Regions from separate parts of the Mus musculus genome. Here all the other regions are linked to region 1. A link is a contact called in public Hi-C and Micro-C data. All regions are on one chromosome and are shown on one strand. Each heading gives the region's core, a stretch centred on a gene start, on an enhancer-like site or on the middle of the called end of the contact. The rest is flanking DNA. Distances are from core to core; before and after follow the strand shown.

What was found. Hi-C and Micro-C count contacts between places; a contact is called where the count stands out from the background.
Region 2: a contact with region 1 is called in a Micro-C map of embryonic stem cells, with 2.9 times the contacts expected there. The contact joins the promoter of Rarres1 here to the promoter of Mlf1 in region 1. A contact is called at or near these places in 5 of 39 promoter capture datasets (the 3T3-L1 cell line, the C10 cell line, cranial neural crest and 1 more) and 4 of 484 Hi-C or Micro-C datasets (cortical neurons, embryonic stem cells, liver and 1 more).
Region 3: a Hi-C map of Sertoli cells shows a contact between it and region 1, with 2.4 times the contacts expected there. The contact joins the enhancer-like site here to the promoter of Mlf1 in region 1. A contact is called at or near these places in 15 of 39 promoter capture datasets (the 3T3-L1 cell line, 3T3-L1-derived adipocytes, the C10 cell line and 10 more), 1 of 15 datasets of contacts at CTCF or cohesin (large pre-B cells), 5 of 484 Hi-C or Micro-C datasets (Sertoli cells, adipose-derived mesenchymal stem cells, embryonic stem cells and 2 more) and 1 of 9 other capture datasets (adipose tissue).

What each region holds. Positions count from the first base shown.
Region 1 is chr3:67,372,749-67,375,448 of GRCm38.p6, reverse strand. Mlf1 (myeloid leukemia factor 1) reads right to left here and starts at 1,352. Exons shown (of 7, transcript NM_010801.3): 1 at 1,187-1,352. The coding sequence starts at 1,233.
Region 2 is chr3:67,514,100-67,516,799 of GRCm38.p6, reverse strand. Rarres1 (retinoic acid receptor responder (tazarotene induced) 1) reads left to right here and starts at 1,277. Exons shown (of 6, transcript NM_001164763.1): 1 at 1,277-1,639. The coding sequence starts at 1,385. Gm40067 (a long non-coding RNA gene) reads right to left here and starts at 1,551. Exons shown (of 3, transcript XR_001783859.2): 1 at 1,044-1,551.
Region 3 is chr3:67,567,212-67,569,911 of GRCm38.p6, reverse strand. No RefSeq gene overlaps it. Among named protein-coding and RNA genes, the nearest start is that of Gm25919, 4.7 kb to the left of the region's middle. Within about 2 kb of position 1,436, at least 7 of the 459 cell types and tissues checked have an H3K27ac peak or open chromatin away from gene starts, as enhancers often do. A contact at or near this core is called in Sertoli cells, where this site is marked.

The DNA.
Region 1 (2,700 bases), core at 103-2,602:
TTACCAGAGGTGTTCATTGCACACTCTTTCTTTTACCCCTGCCTGCCCCATTATTGCATTGATAAAATGAGAAGCCCCTTCCCAAGCAAGGCCAGTTCTGCTGGAGGCAGGTAAAGAAAACAAACAGTGTCCCATGGCAACGTCCAACCACTTCGAAGCAGCCAGCTCAACTCTCCTACTTAGTAGTGCTGTCAAGGTGACAGCCTTCACTATATGAAAACTTGTTTTAAATAACTTAGCACACAACCTCTAATTCCAGAAAGAAGGAGGAGGAGGAGGAGGAGGAGGAGGAGGAGGAGGAGGAGGAGGAGGAGGAGGAGGGGGAGGAGGAGGGGGAGGAGGAGGGGGAGGAGGAGGGGGAGGAGGAGGAGATGATGGCGGCAGTGGCAGCGGCTGCAACAGGTGGACTTCTGTGAGGTCAGCCTGATCTACACCGAGTTCCAGGCCAGTAAGGTTTACATCGGAGTCCTCTCTCAAGCAAAACAAAATAAAAAACACACCCCCCTCCACAGTTTCTCAAGTCAAGGAACTGTCACCCTAGAAAGCACTTCCACCCCTATGTGAAGTTCAAGGGACTTTTTCTGATCAGAAGTTCCACTAATATGGCAGTTATGATCACCAGTTATAAGCCCTGCTGCTGCACAGGAGGGTTTCAGATTCGAGGCCACCCACACACCAAGTCGCCCCAAATAGTCAGCAGCCTGCACCTTGAACCATAGCTCAGGATCCTAGTCCTCGGCTCCCACCAGCAAACCCTCTCCTCACCTCAGGCTTCTAAATCCTCCTCACCCCCATCCTGCTCAGCTCACCCTCTCTCGTGTCATGTCCTCCATCTCTCCATGCCAAATATCCTCAAATCCTCTCCTCACACCCTATATCCTAATGACTCCAGTCCTTCAGCTCCTGTGCCCACTTCTTACGTCCCCCATTCTCCTCACCCGCATTTCTCCTCAGCCACTTCTCACATTTCTCCTCATCCCTATTACACCTTATAGCCTCTTCTTTCCCTCATTTCTCCTCACCCCCACTTCTCACACACTTCTCCTCACGACCACTTTTCCTCACTCCGTTTCTCCTCAAACCCATTTCTTCGCGCCTCCCGCCGGGCGTGTCCCCCCCCCCCCCACGACAATTTGCGGGGCGCAGTCCCCTCGCCTTTTCCGGCGAGCGCGGCTGGGACACTCACGCGAAGAAGGGGTCATCCTCAAAGCTGCTGCTCAGCATCCGGAACATCGTGATCCTGCGGCGGGCGGCGGGCGCGGATGGAAATGGGCGCAGCTCTCTGCGCCGCCACCAGCCTGCTTCCCGCTTGCTTCGCGCGTCTGCCGGCGGCAATCGCCGCGCCCGCGACTAGGGCGGGGCTTGACGCAGGCCGTTTTCCTATTGGTCATGACCTTATGACGTCACTAAGGTGAGGCGGAGAAGGGGGAAGGACATCGCTCGGCTGCTATGGCAACCTCTGTAAACACACTGGCGGCGTGAAGTTTGTCTGGAGGCCCCATCCGCGAGGCTCCTGAGAGACAACTTGGTCTCTCAGGAGCCTCAGGAACCAAAACATTAGACAAGTTCTGAATCACCTTGGCCAAATCGCCCTTAATCCCGACAATTCTCTGGTAGCTGGTCAAATAATGAAAAAAGGTTTTGAGAACAATAGACAAGTGTTTGTATTCACTTCTTGAAGGAAACAAGATGCAGCCTATGAGATTTCAAAAACAAAACAAATACAGTTTTCTGTAATTCTAAAACTCAAAGCAGTGTCTCCCAATACACAAATAACATCTAGACATAGGATCAAATACACAAAAGAAAGAAAGAGAAAAAGAAAAAAAAAGCAAAATGAAAATTGCTCCATTTCAAGGATTAGATCAAATCTTTATCACCTTCCCAACGTTCTTAACAAGCAGAATTTGGGCACAAAATTTGTAGCAAGCAGCCATATCTAGCTAAAATTCTATTTCAATTATTTCCATTACAGTATAAAGGAACCTTCTATTTGTAGTAAGGAAGATGGTTTTCACCTTAAAGCAGTCCAGTACCTCAACGATAGCCCAAACATTTTAACTGATCTTCAAGAAATAGTATCGGTAAGATTGGTGGGAAGTCGGCAACATGAAAGTTTTATTCAATTGTTAGGGTTTGAAAAGTATTATATAGGCCTTCCAAGAACTGGAGGCAGGAGAGAAGGAGAAAGAGGAGGGAAATGACACGGAAGGAAGAAGAAGCAACTTGCACACACCCCCTCAATTCACCTGACCCCACACTCTCCAGCGAGTTCCCTTGGGGAGGTGGAGGGGTGTTCATGGCTCCTTGGGGCCCTGTGGGAGACATATGGCATGCTGCCACTGGGAAGAAGTGACCAGGACTTGATTTGGAAGTGGCAGAAGTACTCAGGGTTATTTTTGGGAGCTGGAAATGTAATCCTTTGAAACGCACCCCCACCCCCACCCCCAAATCACCAGGTTTCTCTGGTCCTCCTGCTCCCCAGAGGACTGGCTTGAGGCAGGGCCAACTTTACAATCTAAAATGACACGGCCCTTCCAGGAAATAAATAGGCTATTTTAATCTTCCTCTGGCCTCAACACGCTGCTCAGAGAGCATGCATGGGTCAGAGGACTTGCAAAATAACTCCATGGCAAAACTGTCTGTACAACACCCGAAATTAGTTTCTGTTTGGCACAAGGCAAATGTTAAAGAGACTAT
Region 2 (2,700 bases), core at 28-2,527, 140 kb before region 1:
CCCCTCTTGATATGACTGCCAGCCCTGACCTGGGTTAAGTCACCATCTTAAGGCTTCTGGCTCCCTCCTCAATTTTCTGCAGAGCATGCTATTGCAAACAGCACAGGACACGTTCCCTTGGCTCATCGACTGTAGGTGTGCTCCAGATGTTTATCTGGTTGCTCATCCTCATCTCCCCATGACCCAGGTGTTTCGTAAATCTGCAGAAGGAAAGACAGTCCACAGATGGGCAACAGGGGGGAGTATCGTTTAGACAGTTTCTCTTTGTCCACAGGCCTATGGCTTGGTGATCATAGGATGGCTCCTTCCAGAATCCCGTCTTTGAGCACTGGAGTCTAAGGCAGATGGCAGGCAGTAGGCTGCAGGCTGGGATGGCAGGAAAGATACCCAGCCAACTGCTCCCTTTGTTCCACAGGTGTCTCCCAGCTTCACAAGCAGTAGTTAACAAATGGGTCTCAATCATTCTTTGGTCCTTCAGGATAGCGACTGCTGCTGATGAGGTGGGCTAGACCCCTGGGTATCTCCGGTTGTTCTGTCTCTCTTACATTTCATTTCATTTATTATTTAATTTGTTATGTTGTACGTAGGTAGGTGGGTGGGTGGTGGTCGTAGGACAACTTGCTTGAGTATGTTCTCTCTGTTCACTACATTGGTCCTGGCAAGACTCCAGTCATCGGGCTTGGTGGCTAGCACCTTTACTCACTGAGCCACCTCACAGGTCCCTAAAGGGCTTTCTCTTACCTGTGGTTTAGAAAATAGTAGCCACCTCTTGCCTTCAGTGACGCGTTGATTCCACACCTCACGCCACTGGAATCTGGCTTCAACCCAAGGCCCCTCTCCAGTATTAATTAATTTACTTGATTCTCAAAACCTCTGTCCGGTCGCCCACCGCCCCTCCTCCCTACCTGGCCTGCAGGTGCTCACTACCTGCTCCCGCCCTCTGCACACTTTCCCTGTTTCCAGCTGCCTCTTCTCAAATTCCCCATCAAGGCCAAGGCCACTGGTCCCTGTCACCACCCGTCTCCTCTTTCACCTCAACTAACCTTTGGAGTGGGTTCTAAGACCTGAGGGTTGTGAAATTGCAGCAGCCGCAGGCGACAAGCTAAGTTCCCAGAGTTGGAGTCGGAGTGTGCCCTCAAGGAGGCGCCCCACTGTCCCATGTCCCCTCTCACCGCGTCATGGGGACATGGGACATGACCCGCTCTCCCGGAGGCGCCTTCTGGTCCTTCTGCTTGGACAGGGAGGCGAGGAAGGGCGGCGACCCGGGGGCGGAGGGGAGTGGCCGCCGTGGCCTATTTCCGTGAGCACTGCGAACCGGGTCCAGGGAGCTCAGCGCCAGCTTTCCCCATCCACGCAGCCCCGTGGGCCCCTGCCGCCCGTGTCCATGCAGCCCCGTCAACCCCCGATGCCAGCGCTGTTGCTGAGCCTCTGGCTGCTGCCGAGCCTCGCACTGGCCGCTGCTGTCACTGAGCCCGCGGACCTGGAATACACCGAAGTCCCCCGGCAGCCCGCGGCCGTGGGGCTGCCACGCGGGATCCTGCAGCTGGCGGCGCGCGCTGCGCTGCACTTCTTCAACTTCCGCGCGGGCTCGCCCAGCGCGCTACGGGTGCTGGCCACCGTGCAGGAGGGCCGCGCGTGGGTGAGTGAGCCGCGACGCGGCGGGACACGCTCGGGGACCGCAGCGTTCCCAGCCTGAGCTTGTGTCGCGCGAGAGGCGCGGAGCCCTCCAACGCTGCCTCTGCCTTTCCGGTATTTCTGAGGCCAGAAATACTTAGCGTGTTTGAGAACCTAAGAAAAAAGGTCCCATGAATAACAGCCCCTGGTCGGGGTACCCAGTGTGGGTGTTGGCATGCGCACTGTGTACCCAGTCTACTCATGGCTTAGACTCTATGGCTCCTACCAAAGTAGGGGAGGTGTGTGTGTACAAAAGCTAAGCCAGCTCTCTACATCGCAGACACGTTTCTAGAGTTTCGTTGTTCATGGCAGGCCACCAGTGCAAGGCTTCGGGATAAAGTGGTAAAGGTTACTCAGGGGTCTGACCAGGGACCATTCAGTTCTGGTATCTTCTTAATCTAACTAGGGAGTGACAGGGCCGCCGTCTTCTGCATAACTGAAAGGGCGATCGAAACTTTTCAGCTCCTAGATCGCTTGCTGATTTCCGGACAGTGGCTGTAGATGTGTTGCTCTCTTCATTAAACAGATTTTTAAAGTTACACAACTGCGGAATCCCGAGGCAATGAGGCTCCCGGGGTGTTCCACAAAGCCACAGATCCGCAGCCTTGCATCTTCTGTAGAGTGGAGCATAAGATTTAAATTGGTGTGATGATAAAGACCATCCTCCGTGTAGCATCAGATGATGTGAATCACCTTCGTAACTCTCAGCCTTATTTCCTTATTTCTAGAAAAAGGCAAACTACTGTGAGTGTTAAATAAACAGCAACAGCAAAACAATCTTTACTGTCTCAGGGACAGTCTCTACTCCAGGCTCCATCCAGCCTTTACTAGTTCACCGGAGAAATGAAGTCACAACTTAAGATCTTGTCCTCTTCTTTGAGGAAAGAGGAGCCCTGATGACAACCTCCCTCGTTATTGGGGGGTGGGGGGGGGGAGAATTCTCTATTAAAACAAACAGACAAACAAACAAACAAACCCAGACGGACAAAGTTCACCAATTTTCAAATACCAGGGATTATTTTCTTT
Region 3 (2,700 bases), core at 187-2,686, 190 kb before region 1:
AAGATCACTTGCCGCTCTTGAACAGGACCTAGGGTCAGTTCCCAGCATGCACATCATGGCTTACAACCATCTGTTCTGTAACTCCAGTTCCAGGGATCCAGTGCCCTCTTCCTCTACCAGCACCAGGTATGCATGTGGTACAATACATACATGCAGGCAAAACATGCATGCATAACATTTCCCAAAAAAAGAAAAAAGGTTTTAAGAGGAAGAGAGGGAAGTTATCTACCTTGGAAGATACACAATTGGTTTGTCCTGAAGACCAGAAAGGCTGGCATGTTGGGAATAAAAACAGGTACCGTGTTAGTTACTTTCCTTATTGTATGACCAGATGTCTGACAAAACCATGCTATGGGAGGAGACATTTATTTTGGCTCACAGTTTGAAGGGATGCAGTCTGTCATGGCAAGGAAGGCATGGTGTCTGCAGTGGTTAGCCAGACACCGGCAGCTTCTCATGATAAGAGCAAGGGACCCTAAATAGTCACCACCTTTAAGGTTTTCCCCAGTCATTAACTTCTGCTACTAGGCCACACAGCCCAAACACTCTATGAAATGTCACAGAACCAAAACAATGCCAACAAACTGGGGATGAAGTCTTCAGACACATAAGCCTGTAGGGAGTATTTCACATCCCCATATATCATGCTGGGGATAAAATAGCACACTCAATATCTAACACAAATGACCAAACTTATATTAATAAATTTATTTTAATAAGTAAATATAAATTTATTTTAATAAATCTACTTTTCAAATGCCTTTTATGACTGTTCTGTGTCCATGGCCCCCTTCCCATCCACTAGGATTTGTTTTCTCTCCTGTTTTGCATGCATCTATCTGTGTGTTAACTATATGGCTATCTGCTGGTCTCCCCGCCCACATGCATGGAAGTCTGCATTAAAGTCAACTGCAGAAAGTAAACACATTGTATTTTTCCTCCCCTATAAGGGATGAGAGAATCAGAAAAACAGGTTATCATGAATGGTTCTATTTGAATGTTTACAGTTGCTTTATGCACTTATTTATAAATGAGTGTGTGGTAGGGTGACAGTTTGCAGAAGTCGGTTCTCTTCTTCCAGCGTGTGTGTTCTGGCGATGAATCCCAGGTCGTCGTGCTTGACAGCAAGTCCCTCTACTCTTTAAGACATTTTGCCAAACCCTAACTGGAAAGTTTTTAAAGAAGCCTTTTAGCTGAGTAACAGAAATGCATCATTATAAATCAAGCAATAATAACGGTGCATTTATATTTGTGAATCACAAACTGAAAAGGAGGACAAACCTGATTCAGGAACAGCTATGTTGAGTATCAATAACCACGCTCCACGTGGATTTTGGATTTACTGTCTGCTCCCAACATTACCCTTTCCCAAGCTGCCTAAAATGTTGTGTTCCTTTGCCAACGGTACAATGTTCACCTCTGCCAGTAGATGGCGCAGGAAAGACATCCAAAGGGAGGGGCTCCACCTTCCTCGCTGGCCAAAAGGCTACTAAGCAGGAGTATAGCTTCACAACACAGGCTTTCACACCCGCGCGCGCACGCGCGCACAAACACAGACCTCTGGGATGAGAAGGTTATTTTTAATGCCACTGGAATGTCAGCATTAGGAGATAGGAACACTCCTCTACAGAGCATATTTTACAACTGGGACATTCCCCAAGTGGTGCCAACACAGCTTGTCAGAACAGAGAGACAGAGAGGGACTATTCAGAAATGACGCCCGCCCGGCTTTAAATCCAGCATGCGCCCATCAGCAGATGAGCACAAGGGACTCGCTAGCCCCTGGTCCACTGCTGCCACCCACTCCTTAAAAAAAAAAAAAAATGTGATTTTTTTTTTTTTGGCTAAGGAGGAATTCATGCATTAGAGTAAAAAAAATGAACTTTGGTTCTGTGACATTTCATAGAGTGTTTGGGCTGTGTAGCCTAGTAGCAGAAGCTAATGACTGGGGAAAACCTTAAAGGTGGTGACTATTTAGGGTCCCTTGCTCTTATCATGAGAAGCTGCCAGTGTCTGGCTAACCACTGCAGACACCATGCCTTCCTTGCCATGACAGACTGCATCCCTTCAAACTGTGAGCCAAAATAAATGTCTCCTCCCTTAGCATGGTTTTGTCAGAATATAAGAATTGCAACAGTGCAGAGTTACGTATGGTTCAACTCCTCCCCCTCCTAACCCCACACGCACGGTTATCACCCTCTGATCTGTACGTATTTCAGCATATGTACACATTAAGTGACCTGGTTTGTCGAGCATGTCAGAAAGGCTGGTGATCTGCTTGACCTGAGAAGCCTTCGGTTCGGTCCGGTTCGGTTCTCACCTCCACCATTCCTCCCCCAAGCTTCAAAGCTAAACATCGTAATTGGTTCCTGCTTTAGGCCTTTAAAAAGGAGAGGGGTGAGGAGCAACATTTCAAAGCCAGGCAGGGCTGTATATCAAGCCCTGTCCAAAAGCAGCAGTATCAGTTGTCTACCTAACTTCTATTGAGAAATGTTCTATAAGATTTCACAGAGGTTTCCCTCACTCTTACCAGCTTATACACCTTTCCATATTCTTCCACCCCATCCCATATCATCAAACACATTTGTCCCGAATTGCGATGCAGTTGGCACATCTCCAGGGTTCTGTTATTACAAAATATGTTTTGCAATAATCTTGAGTACGATAACTGTTCTATTATCTGAAGGAATTGTGGGCTTT